Regions from separate parts of the Oncorhynchus kisutch genome. Here region 1 is linked to region 2. The links are chromatin contacts, called in public Hi-C maps. All regions are on one chromosome and are shown on one strand. The core of a region is the stretch at or near the end of the contact, and the rest is flanking DNA. Distances in the headings are between cores, read along the strand shown. Region 1 holds the start of LOC109877844 (transmembrane protein 38B). Region 2 holds the start of LOC109877826 (ornithine decarboxylase antizyme 2-like).

What was found. Hi-C and Micro-C count contacts between places; a contact is called where the count stands out from the background.
Region 1: a Hi-C map of muscle shows a contact between it and region 2, with 7 times the contacts expected there. The contact joins the promoter of LOC109877844 here to the promoter of LOC109877826 in region 2. A contact is called at or near these places in 2 of 2 Hi-C or Micro-C datasets (liver and muscle).

Annotation. Positions count from the first base shown.
Region 1 is chrLG23:5,718,148-5,724,063 of Okis_V2, forward strand. It overlaps LOC109877844 (transmembrane protein 38B), which reads left to right and starts at 2,771. Exons shown (of 6, transcript XM_020470072.2): 1 at 2,771-3,186. The coding sequence starts at 3,063.
Region 2 is chrLG23:5,541,807-5,548,046 of Okis_V2, forward strand. LOC109877826 (ornithine decarboxylase antizyme 2-like) reads right to left here and starts at 3,075. Exons shown (of 6, transcript XM_020470045.2): 1 at 2,826-3,075. The coding sequence starts at 2,956.

The DNA of each region.
Region 1 (5,916 bases), core at 1,521-4,020, 180 kb after region 2:
CTTCACTGGGGATTCTGAAATTGCATTCTTGTCCCCCCCTGTTTTATCATTGGAATGTGATACAAAACAAGGCAAAGGTGTGCGTCAGGAACCTTGCGGACGCCTCCGAGCGGTCGGATAGGCTGTTTGGAGTGTTTATCCGACAGGATAAAAAAATAAAAATTATGTCCCACCCACTTCTAAAACCAAAGTTGCGCCTGTGGTGGAAACATACCACTTGGTGGGAAAAGGGACATATTTTCTTTATGCAGATTCTAGAATATTCGCATGAAAATCTGTTGCCAATTGGATGGAAACCTAGCTAGTGTATCAAATCAATCAACTGGGTCCAACCCAAATCTGTCACACAACATTGTATCATCTAGCCCAGTGGTTCCCAAACTTTTTATAGCCCCGTACCCCTTCCAACATTCAACCTCCAGCTCAAATGTTGTTTTTTTGCCTTCACTGTAAGCCTACCACACATACTATACTATACATATATTAAACATAAGAATGAGAGTGAGTTTCTGTCACAACCCGGCTCGTGGGAAGTGAAAAATAGCTCTTAAAAAAAGGGCACAAATAATAATATAATAATAATCAATCATTTTGCTCTTTATTTAACCATCTTACATATAAAACCTTATTTGTTAATCGAAAATTGTGATTAACTTATCGCAGGTTAATGAGAAGGGTGTGAATAACTCACCACAGGTTAATGAGAAGGGTGTGAATAACTCACCACAGGTTAATGAGAAGGGTGTGAATAACTCACCACAGGTTAATGAGAAGGGTGTGAATAACTCACCACAGGTTAATGAGAAGGGTGTGAATAACTCACCACAGGTTAATGAGAAGGGTGTGAATAACTCACCACAGGTTAATGAGAAGGGTGTGAATAACTCACCACAGGTTAATGAGAAGGGTGTGAATAACTCACCACAGGTTAATGAGAAGGGTGTGAATAACTCACCACAGGTTAATGAGAAGGGTGTGAATAACTCACCACAGGTTAATGAGAAGGGTGTGAATAACTCACCACAGGTTAATGAGAAGGGTGTGAATAACTCACCACAGGTTAATGAGAAGGGTGTGAATAACTCACCACAGGTTAATGAGAAGGGTGTGAATAACTCACCACAGGTTAATGAGAAGGGTGTGAATAACTCACCACAGGTTAATGAGAAGGGTGTGCTTGAAAGGATGCACATAACTCTGCAATGTTGGGTTGTATTGGAGAGAGTCTCAGTCTTAAATCATTTTCCACACACAACCTGTGCCTGTATTTAGTTTGCATGCTAGTGAGGGCCGAGAATCCACTCTCACATAGGTACGTGGTTGCAAAGGTCGTCAGAGTCTTAAAATCGCAATTTGCCAAGCCAGGATACAGTGGCTTCTGATTAAATACAATTTTCACAGAACCACTTGTTGCAATTTTGATGAGGCTCTCTTGTTCAGATATCAGTAAGTGGACTGGAGGCAGGGCATGAAAGGGATAACAAATCAAGTTGTTTGTGTCATCCGGTTTGGGAAAGTACCTGTGTAATTGCTCACCTAACTCACTCAGGTGCTTCGCTATATCACATTTGACATTGTCCGTAAGCTTGAGTTCATGACATGATATGACATGCCATACTATTTTTGTCCAGACAGCATCAGATTCATGGTCTACACATACTGAGACAGAGGGGCGCTGTTTTGCTTGCTCAGATGCTTTATCTGAGATTGAGATGTGCCTTTCTGTGGGCACTTGTCTCGGTCAAATAAACAATGAATATTTCAATATTTTATTTGGACGAGCATGGAGGTAGAGCAGGGCGGGCCAGGCCCCATAACGCTGGCCCTGGGCAGCGCCATTGAGGACTTTCCCCATTTTGAAGTAGTCAACTGGGTGGGACCTCCTATGGGTTAAGGAAGGATCACATAATTCCATCCAGGTCACCAGGAGAGATTATCAGCCAACATAGCCGTGGGAAGTAGGGGTGCTGAGGGTGCTGCAGCATCCCATGAAAAATCATAATTAAAATAAAAAAGTTGTTTTTTAAAAGTCCTTCACTGGTCCTTTACTAGTCCTGTATAAAGGCCCGATATAGCCATCTGTAATCGTAGAACCCCCACCCCCAAACATCTTCCTGCAGGCTATGTCAGCCAATGAATTATACCTCTAAGCAAACGTTCCATAACTGCAGGTGGCAGCAAATCGCCAATCTTGGACTTATACCAGTTCAAGCAACATGCTCCAAGTGGCAGTGTGTACCCTTTCAGTTTGTTTGCCAATTTATAGATATAGAAGAAGAACATTTATTGAAAATGGAGGTGGGCTCCATGGCGCTGCCGTGCTCTCACAGGCGCCATAATGGGACAGATACAAAGATGCGATGTCTATCTAAGTCTATGGTTGAGCCCCCAACTTAAACTACAGTTCTTGTTCATGTTCATGAACTGCTCGATCATAAATAAACCTACACATAAAACATGCATCCCGTTTTTCTTTTTGACAGGTAGGCTTTCATACTGTAATGACTGATGCAAAGTTCAGCTACACAGTTGTTACACGCTACCTATGCACAATGTAAACAGTTGCATCGATAATAACCTGTGCATAACTGTACCTGCTGCTCATGTCATTACAAATACGTAAATAGTTGCAACTGTATGCTTGTGTGTGCGTCCACGCGCGTGCAGAAGTGCATTGCGAGAACCTGTCCTATAGCGTCACTCCGCGAGCCACACACGCACCTCTGATTGGCTCATCCTTCCACTTCTTGCCAATCAGAGAGCCCCGCTCGCTCAAACCGCCACACCGTTGACGGACCGACGAAGCCGGAATTCCGCATCCTGATGTCAATGGCCTTGCATTGGCTGTCCCTTGTCCATAGGGAGCCGTTGCTGACCGCTAATCAGGTGTTGCCAGTTTTGCGCTCGTCAGAACCAGCTGTTTCGATCTGAACTCTGAAGAACTCTGAAGACAAGACAGACTGCTACAGATGCTCGGAGTTGGACGACTGCCACTTATTTAAACACCTCGAAGATTAGAAGTAGAGAGCACTCAACTCGAGGGATTCCAGAGTAACAGAAATATGGATTTGTTTGGGGTTCTGAATTTGGACGAAGTGTCCCATGGACTGGCTGGTCTGTCTATGTTTCCATATTTTGACACGGCGCATTACGTTGTCTCAGTGATGGCACTGCGAGAACAGCCAGGTAAGCAAAGACCGTTCCAACGGCGGGTTGACATTGACCGGTCTAGTTCACCACAGTAGCCCAGCTATAACTGTTATAACGCTTGACTGTTTTGCCTCGTTACTTTCCATATTTTCATGACAATAAGGCGAGGCTTGAGTACTACACTTGTTGCTCCCTGGTGACAGATTTCAGCCTCGAGTTGCCGCCACACCAGACGTGTCAGTACGCGTTCGATTAAGCGTGTGAGAACGTGAAACTTGAGAGCGCGTTCCACACAATTCAACGTTTTTGGCCACGTTGAATGTTGACGTAGTCTACCGTTATGTTTTCATTTTCGAAATAACCACAGCTGGGTGGCATAATGATCTTAGGGAATGGATAACTGCTGCGGGATTCATTTGAGAATTGTCATCCCTCATATAACAAAAGTTACAAAGTTATGCATGAGTCCTAGCTAAATCTATTTGTTTTTATCTATTTGCCCAGTTGACTTTAACAAGGTCAAGTCATGCCGCTTTTGCACCTTTGAAGTTCATATAGTGGACAGTGATTGTACACACACACACACACACACACACACACACAATCCCTCTCCCACAAACATAGTGAGATTGTGTATTGCGCTGTATCAGGGCGTGTGGACTAATTATTTAAGATTAAAACTGTAGCCTGAACTGTATGTAACTGGAGATTTGCAGATATACGATTTTTGATACTCTGTGTTTGAGAAGGGAGGCGAAAGAGACCCATCAATAATTGAATGGGCCTCCTCTCTGTTTTGGCATCAATACTGCCTCAAGACTCACTGATGGAAAAACGTGACCCAAATGTAGATTATGATCTACAGTAGGCTATAAATGGATAATAACACAGAACGTGTGATTTAGAGAACACAAACAACTACTGTAGCCTATTCTTCATGAATCACGATAATGTTTTTTATGTTAAGTTTAAAGGTCAATGAAAGTAAATTAGTCAATGGCATGGCTGTATTGACGTCATAGAGATGTTATCTTAACATTTACAACAAACACATTATCACTGGCACTATCCATTGTGATATAGGTAGCAGCTATGCCAAGTCTGTTATATTTATGCCACTCTTATAGTGGCTCAGTTTAGAGACGGGTGGAGTTTTACAATTTCAATGTTGACCTTTTCCCCAAACAAACCAGACCTGGAGTTCAAAATAAAATAAACTACTCAAGCATTTACTCTAGTCTGTCTGGAGTGCCAGATGAATAGTTGCATTTTTGTGACTTTTCTATTGGTTCCATTGCGGCAGGCAAGCTCAATCAAGCCCAGATAAAGAATTTGAAATGATATCTAATAATACTTGAACCCAGGTCTGAAACAAACAGCAGGGTTAGAGCTAGTGTGGCTTCACTGACTTGTGTGGCATCTCATTCCCTCTGGCCTGTCAATACCTCAGCTGCTGCTGATCCTATAGGCTATGATCTGCATCCCAAATGGCACCATATTCCCTGCAAAATTTGGAATAGGGTGTCAATTGGGGTACAGTCTATATGTCCCACAGGCTTCCTGGGTGTGAGTAATGGAGGTGGTTGCCCTCGTGCAGTTTTCCTCTGCTGTCAACCTCCCAAAATATCACACGGTCACCCAACATGCACCAGTGGTCCTAATATAACCCCTCCCCTGGGTGTGTGGAGAATTTGTGTGTGTGACACGATATGGGCATAGCCTTGCCTGTATTATGATGGCTTCTACAACACAGAAAGCCATATTAGTGGAATCTACAGCCATATCAGTGATAAATTCTAGAACTTATGCCACAGAGAAGTTATTAGATTCTAAGTTCCAAATCCTATTTTCTCCCAGAAAGGAATGTTCCAAAAGAGCCTGTTCTTTTCCCCTCTGTCTTCCATCCTGTTCTGGCTGGCCTTCATTTTTAAACAGCACTGGATCTTGTCATGATTCCCACAAAGCACTCAGACTTGACATTTTTCATAGAAATAACTGGCACATTGTACATTTAGAGCTACTTGAAAAGCACCACTGATATGTAGATGGTGTTTATAATAAACACCAAGTATTTTTCATGAGCACTTGTCTTTATACAGTTATTTCAAGCTGTGTCCAAACAAACTTCACTGAGTGAGTTGTGCAAGAAGTGGGAGGTCTGTCTGCCATCTAAAATGGAAAAATGCAGCATTAGTTCATTGTGTGTACAGTCTGTAATCTAAAAAGAAGTGCCCCATCAAGTTCTCACAGAGGTGACCTAGCCCAGAGAGACAGACACAGAAAGACAAACGGACTGAACGAGAGAGAGAGAGAAGTCACTCCCGGACTCTGAGGATTCTGTGACGTAAAACTAGTCTCTCACAGCGACATACATCAGTGTTTTCTAAACGGGGTCTAGTAACAAACCGCAGCTCTATAGAAACCCAGTAAATGAACCCGGTAAACCGGAACAACAGAGAGACAGGGGTTACACCACATTCTGTTCCTTCCTGTTTGGAGAGAGTGCATGTGAAAAATCAGACTGGGGCCAACTCTACTCACCACAACAAACTACATAGCAGCACGACACCAGGATGTTGTCTTTGCTTTACCCATAACTATCCAAGGAGGCCAGCCTGACAGCGAGATCAGATTTGACTTGTAAATGCCCTCTGAATGCAAAATGTGCTAGTAACCAAGGTCTCTCGAGGCATGGTGGTCAGGGTGAAGTGTATAGTGTCTCCTGCACAACCTAAAAAAGCTAAACCTCTGCAGGGTTACTCTTTC
Region 2 (6,240 bases), core at 1,825-4,324:
GATCGTGATTTGGTTTTACTTCATTCTCTGTACTGACCAATGATTATAACAGCGATTTTGATCCAAACATAAACTCATACATTGTGCCCCTGGCCTGAGGGAATGTAAGTTCAATATGTGCTCGATGTAGTAGGCTAATGCTAGCTTGCCTGGCACATTTATGCCCTTGAAAGGAAGTTAGCGAGCAACCATTTTAGCCAGGTATCCTAGAACAACAACAAATAAAAGCATGTGCTGTATAACTGAGTCATAGACGTTTCGTCAACATGAAAAGGCAGAGGATGGCATTGGTGTTTCCATACAAGTAGGGTGAGTCAACGCGTTTTTTCTTTTTGCACAAATACACAGAAATCAGAACCATAGACATCCACATCATATTTGGCTTACGTTGATTGGACCAAATTGTTTTAGGCATTTTTTTGTTGTCACTGTACTAAGCATAAGTGATTTGATGATGAAGTTGAAATGGAGCTGGAATAGCCGAAGCAGCTCCAGTTTTCTTTGCGACTTGCGGTAACTCTGTGGTTCTAAATCGATAGTTGTTTAATAGTCCGGAAATGTAGGTCACGTAACTGTTTGTTACATGCAATATGCTTTGTGGACTGTGCCAAACAGAGGCTGCTCTCCGGTTTTGTGTGTGGTTTCATTTACTCTACCACTGGGTCTTCTTATTGTCTCGGCCTTAGGCCTATATATCACGGTCACAAATTGTATTGGTCACATACATATATTTAGCAGTTATTGTGGGTGTAGCGAAATGCTTTATCACAACACATAGGATGTAATATGGCTTTAATTGTTTTCTCTGGGTTGATTTGAGCCACACACCACTACTGCATGTAGGCTATGTGAGTTCACCACCTCCCTTCATAATTGTGATACTCATCGAAAGGCGAGGTCGGTACAGGTGCATCAAAGCTGGGACCAAGAGACTGAAAAATAGCTTATATTAAATAGCCATCATTGCTGGCTTCCACCTGGTTACGCAACCCTGCACCTTAAGAGACTGCTGCCCTATATACATAGACTTGGAATCACTTGTTAACTTGAATGTTTACATACTGCTTTACTCATCTCATATATACTGTATTCTATTCTACTGTATTTTAGTCCATGCCACTCCGACATTGCTCAATCTATTATTTATATATTTCTTTATTCCATTCTTTTAGATGTGTGTATTGTGAAGAAACGACTGCACTGTTGGAGCTAGGAACACAATCATTTCGCTAAACCAGCAATATCTGCTAAATATGTGTATGTGACCAATAAAATTTGATATGGCTTCAGGGTGACATATTTTGCCCTATAACCTAAACAAATTGTATTATTGCAAGGCAAAACTACATCATGAATAAACATAATCCACCATGGATGTGATGGATAGCATTATATGGCACACGGCAGGTTGCCTAACGCCCTTCGAAGGGGACATCTGGAGGCTGCCTTGCATCAGGAGGGCACTAGTGATGGGTCATTCGCGAACGAACGACTCTTTTTGAACGGGTCTTTTTTGGTGAACGTTTAACCGAACCGCATCGGTGAAAGAGCCATTCATTTGGCTCCTTGACTGCAACTACTGCCGTGTGTTCTTTAAAAAAAACGAAGTTTTTCTGCAGATAAATTACAAAGTAATGATCTAAAGAGGGTGAACCCTCACCGCCTAAACAATAAATAGTGGGGAGAGTGTGTCAATCTGGTCCTCGCTAATTTTCTCTTTTCTTTTTTTGGGGGGTGGTGAAAGGTAACATTTAATTTGAACGCGCATTTCACGATCTGATAGCTTACCTTTTGGGCTATACGTTGGATATCTGTACTTTTTCCAGGGTTCTAGCTAGGTCCATTTTCAAGCATTTTGAACAAAGAGCCGTTTGGGAGCCGGCTCACCGAAAATACTCGGAATGCACCACGATGGGGAAAACGTGCACGACGAGGAATAACATGCCCAATCTAAACTGCGTATCTGCCCGTCAAAAAACTGCCAATGATCGCTACAAGTCAAACGTATAAATAGCATATACTACATGTAATAAGGAATTATTCCCACTTAGATATGCACCATTATTTAATTTATTCATAGGGGTTGGCTGATTAATTCAACAATATTTTGAGGGACGAATAGTATAACGGTATAACGTTACAATGTAACCGTAAAAGAGTTTGTGACGTCAAAAATGGAGGAATGACGTTGCGTCACTTGGGCCTTTTGATTAATAATCAATTGTGTTTGGAGAAAAGGTAACAATGGACGTGGATTCCGCGTGTTTCTTCCGTTTCAAGTTGCTCACCCATGAAACAAGCCATTCTAATGACCGTTTCATTTCGGGGCCTTTTAACTCGTTGACCTGCGAGTCAACAGTAGCTAGCTACCTGACGATGCTATGCTTTCAGGTGGCAAGCTAGTTACACAGCTAACGTTAACTCATCTAGCTGAACTACAAAACGACGTCATTGGCAACCATTGAAACAAATGGAAATAAAATGGTTGAGGTGTTCCGTTTAAAAAAAAAACGTGGTGATGGATATAGCTAGGCTTCCTAGAGGACCTTGATAATGTAGCTAGGTTTTAGCCTAGGGCTAGCTAGCTTAGGATAAGCTAATGGAGAGGACTAACCTTAAACAATAACGTTCTAATTCTTCACTCCAAATTAAAATGTAGGATATGTTTCATATATTACTTATCTAGCTAACCAGTTGTGGACAAATCAATATTTTACGTCATAAGAAATTAAATCTAAGGTTATATTAGTGGCTACTTCCTCGTCACTGAAAAAAAAAGCACCATCCCCCACTTCACTTCGCTATTTTCTCCCGTCTTCACTTACTTGCCAATCATGTCACAAATATTAACGTTACTACTTAAATCCGCCATTGTAGTACAGAACTGTGGTTTTCCTTCTTTCTCGCGAGCAAAGCAATGACTGTTTAAGATCCGCTGGAGGTTGGATTTTACCATCCGGCCTCGGAGAGAGACACGACTGGCTTCTGACTGCTCGCTGCAATGGTCGGCTGAGGAATAGAGCTTGATCACTTCTGAACTCCAGCTATGAGCTACGTAGGGGAAACAAGCGATACGTAGCTAGTTAGAGGTGAAGTTAGCTACATGGGGGCGTCTTCCGTGCAAGTGGAAAAATACCACGGCAAGTAAACTAACAAAGACAGGCAGACAGCAGGGTTGATGTTTGTCATCAAGGTGAGACGAGTTGAATGTGCAGTCTCCATGCAACATTATAATTAGCCTTTCAGTTACATTTCATTTGTTTGAAAGGTACAGCATCATTGATGGCTTGAACACAGTGGGTGAATAGGTGAATTATAACATGGCTTTATTCATATTATTGCCAATTTAATGTAATACAGTAGCTACATATTTCTATAGGTTTGCATATTGTTCCTTTAGCCTCCCCAGCAGTATAAAATACCACTTTGCCTCCCCTGCAATATAAAATACTACTTTACCATAACAAACTAGACATTTTGGCTAAAAACATTTTCTCTGTGAACCCAACAGTGGACTGGAGAGACTGCATACCTATGTTCTCGCTGAGCAGGTTAATGTCCTTGGGATGAGGATATAGCCTTGGATTGTTTATCTGGCTCTAAAAGGTGTCAATGTCAGTATGTTTGGTGGATAAGCTTTGAGAAGTAGCTATTTATCTTGGATGCTATTACCAGAGGCAAAGCAAGAATACGTCCCAAATGGCACCCTATTCCCTGGGTGTCATTTGGAACGTAACCCAAGACAAGTCAGTGCTTAAATTGACCCCAGTGACCTTTTTTTTTTTTTTACCTCGGAGTAAAACATAACATTCATACATAACTGTTGAAAGGCTGACAAAGCAACTGGCCTATACCTATTGCCTCATCCAATCTGGCCACTGCCATTATGATGTGTACTTACCGGTAGTCTTATATTGGTATGTGAAGCCTATGGAGACAAATGCAGCAACATTCACGCTTTAGGCTGATTCATTTCCTTTCATGTCTTTAGCCAGCCCCAAATCAAAATGCCAGACTATGCTTATCATATTAACCATGGCATGAACTGGGTACTGTCCCAAATGGCACCCTATTTCCTATATAGTGCACTACTTTTGACCAGAGCCCTATGGGCAGTGTGCACTATAAAGTGAATAGGGTGCAATGCCTAAAGTATTTCAGTTCATAATAGCCAACTTGTTGTGATGTTGAGCGGTCTGCTGCTTGCTCCAAGTAAGGGTAGCTGCAGCCCAATATGGTGACCGGAGTATGGGCGAGTGGGTGTGTCGAAAGTAGTGGGTGTATGGAATGCGAATCAGCTAATTGGTCAGATTTGTTGCCACTTTTCCATAACTAATATTGATCACCTTGATACATACAGTACCAGTCAAAACGTTGGACACACCTACTCATTCAAGTAGAAGGCCACTGTGTTCATCAAAACGTTGGACACACCTACTCATTCAAGTAGAAGGCCACTGTGTTCATCAAAACGTTGGACACACCTACTCATTCAAGTAGAAGGCCGCTGTGTTCATCAAAACGTTGGACACACCTACTCATTCAAGTAGAAGGCCACTGTGTTCATCAAAACGTTGGACACACCTACTCATTCAAGTAGAAGGCCACTGTGTTCATCAAAACGTTGGACACACCTACTCATTCAAGTAGAAGGCCACTGTGTTCATCAAAACATTGGACACACCTACTCATTCAAGTAGAAGGCCACTGTGTTCATCAAAACGTTGGACACACCTACTCATTCAAGTAGCAGGCCACTGTGTTCATCAAAACGTTGGACACACCTACTCATTCAAGTAGAAGGCCACTGTGTTCATCAAAACTATTAAATAACACAAATTGAATCATGTAGTAACCAAAAAAACTGTTTAACAAATCAAAATATATTTTAGATTCTTCAAAGTAGCCACCCTTTGCCTTGATGACAGCTTTGCACACTCTTGGCATTCTCTCAACCAGCTTCACATGGAATGCTTTTCCAACCGTCTTGAAGGAGTTCTTATTCTAAAATGGATTAAAATAATTCCTCATCAATCTACACACTATACCCCATAATGACAAAGCGAAAACAGGTTTTTAGAAATGTTTACTAATTTATTAAAAATAAAACGGAAAAACCTTATTTACATAAGGCCCTTTGCTATGAGACTCAATTGAGCTCAGGTGCATCCTGTTTCCATTGATCATTCTTGAGATGTTTCGACAACTTGATTGGAGTCCACCTGTGGTAAATTTAATTGATTGGACATGATTTGGAATTGCACACACCTGTCGATAAAAGGTCCCACAGTTGACAGTGCATGTCAGAGCAAAAACCAAGCCATCAGGTCGAATGAATTGTCAGTAGAGTGCCGAGACACGATTGTATCGAGGCACAAACCTGGTGACGGGTACCAAAAAATGTCTGTATAATTGAAGGTCCCCAAGAACACAGTGAACTCCATTCTTAAATGGAAGAGGTTTGGAACGTACAAGACTCTTCCTAGAGCCAGACTCCCGTCCAAACTGAGCAATCGGGGGATAAGGGCCTTGGTCAGGGAGGTAACCAAGATGGTCACTCTGACAGAGCTCCAGAGTTCCTCTGTGGAGATGGGAGAACCTTCCAGAAGGACAGCCATCTCTGCAGCACTCCATCAATCAGGCCTTTTATGGTAGAGTGGCCAGATACAAGCCACTCTTCAGTAAAAGGCACATGACAGCCCACTTGGAGTTTGCCAAAAGGCACCTAAAGGACTCTCAGACCATGAGAAACAAGATTCCCTGATCTGATAAAACCAAGATTGAACTATTTGGCCTGAATGCCAAGCGTCACGTCTGGAGAAAACCTGGCACCATCCCTACGGTGAAGCGTGGTGGTGGCAGTTTTTCAGCGGCATGGACAGGTAGACTAGTCAGGATCGAAGGAAAGATGAATGTAACAAAGTACAGACAAATCCTTGATGAAAACCTGCTCCAGAGCTCTCAGGACCTCCGACTGGGGCGACGGTTCATCTTCCAACAGGACAATGACCCAAAGCACACATCCAAGATAACACAGGAGTGGATTCGGGGCAAGTCTCTGAATGTTCTTGAGTTCTGGCCCAGCCAGAGCCCGAACTTAAACCCGATCGAACATCTCTAGAGAGACCTGAAAATAGCTGTTCAGTGGTTTAAAACATTTATTTAGTTTTACATTTATTTAATTAGATTTTTTTTTATTTTTAAAATCTCCCCCATCCAACCTGACAGCTTTTCAGCGTA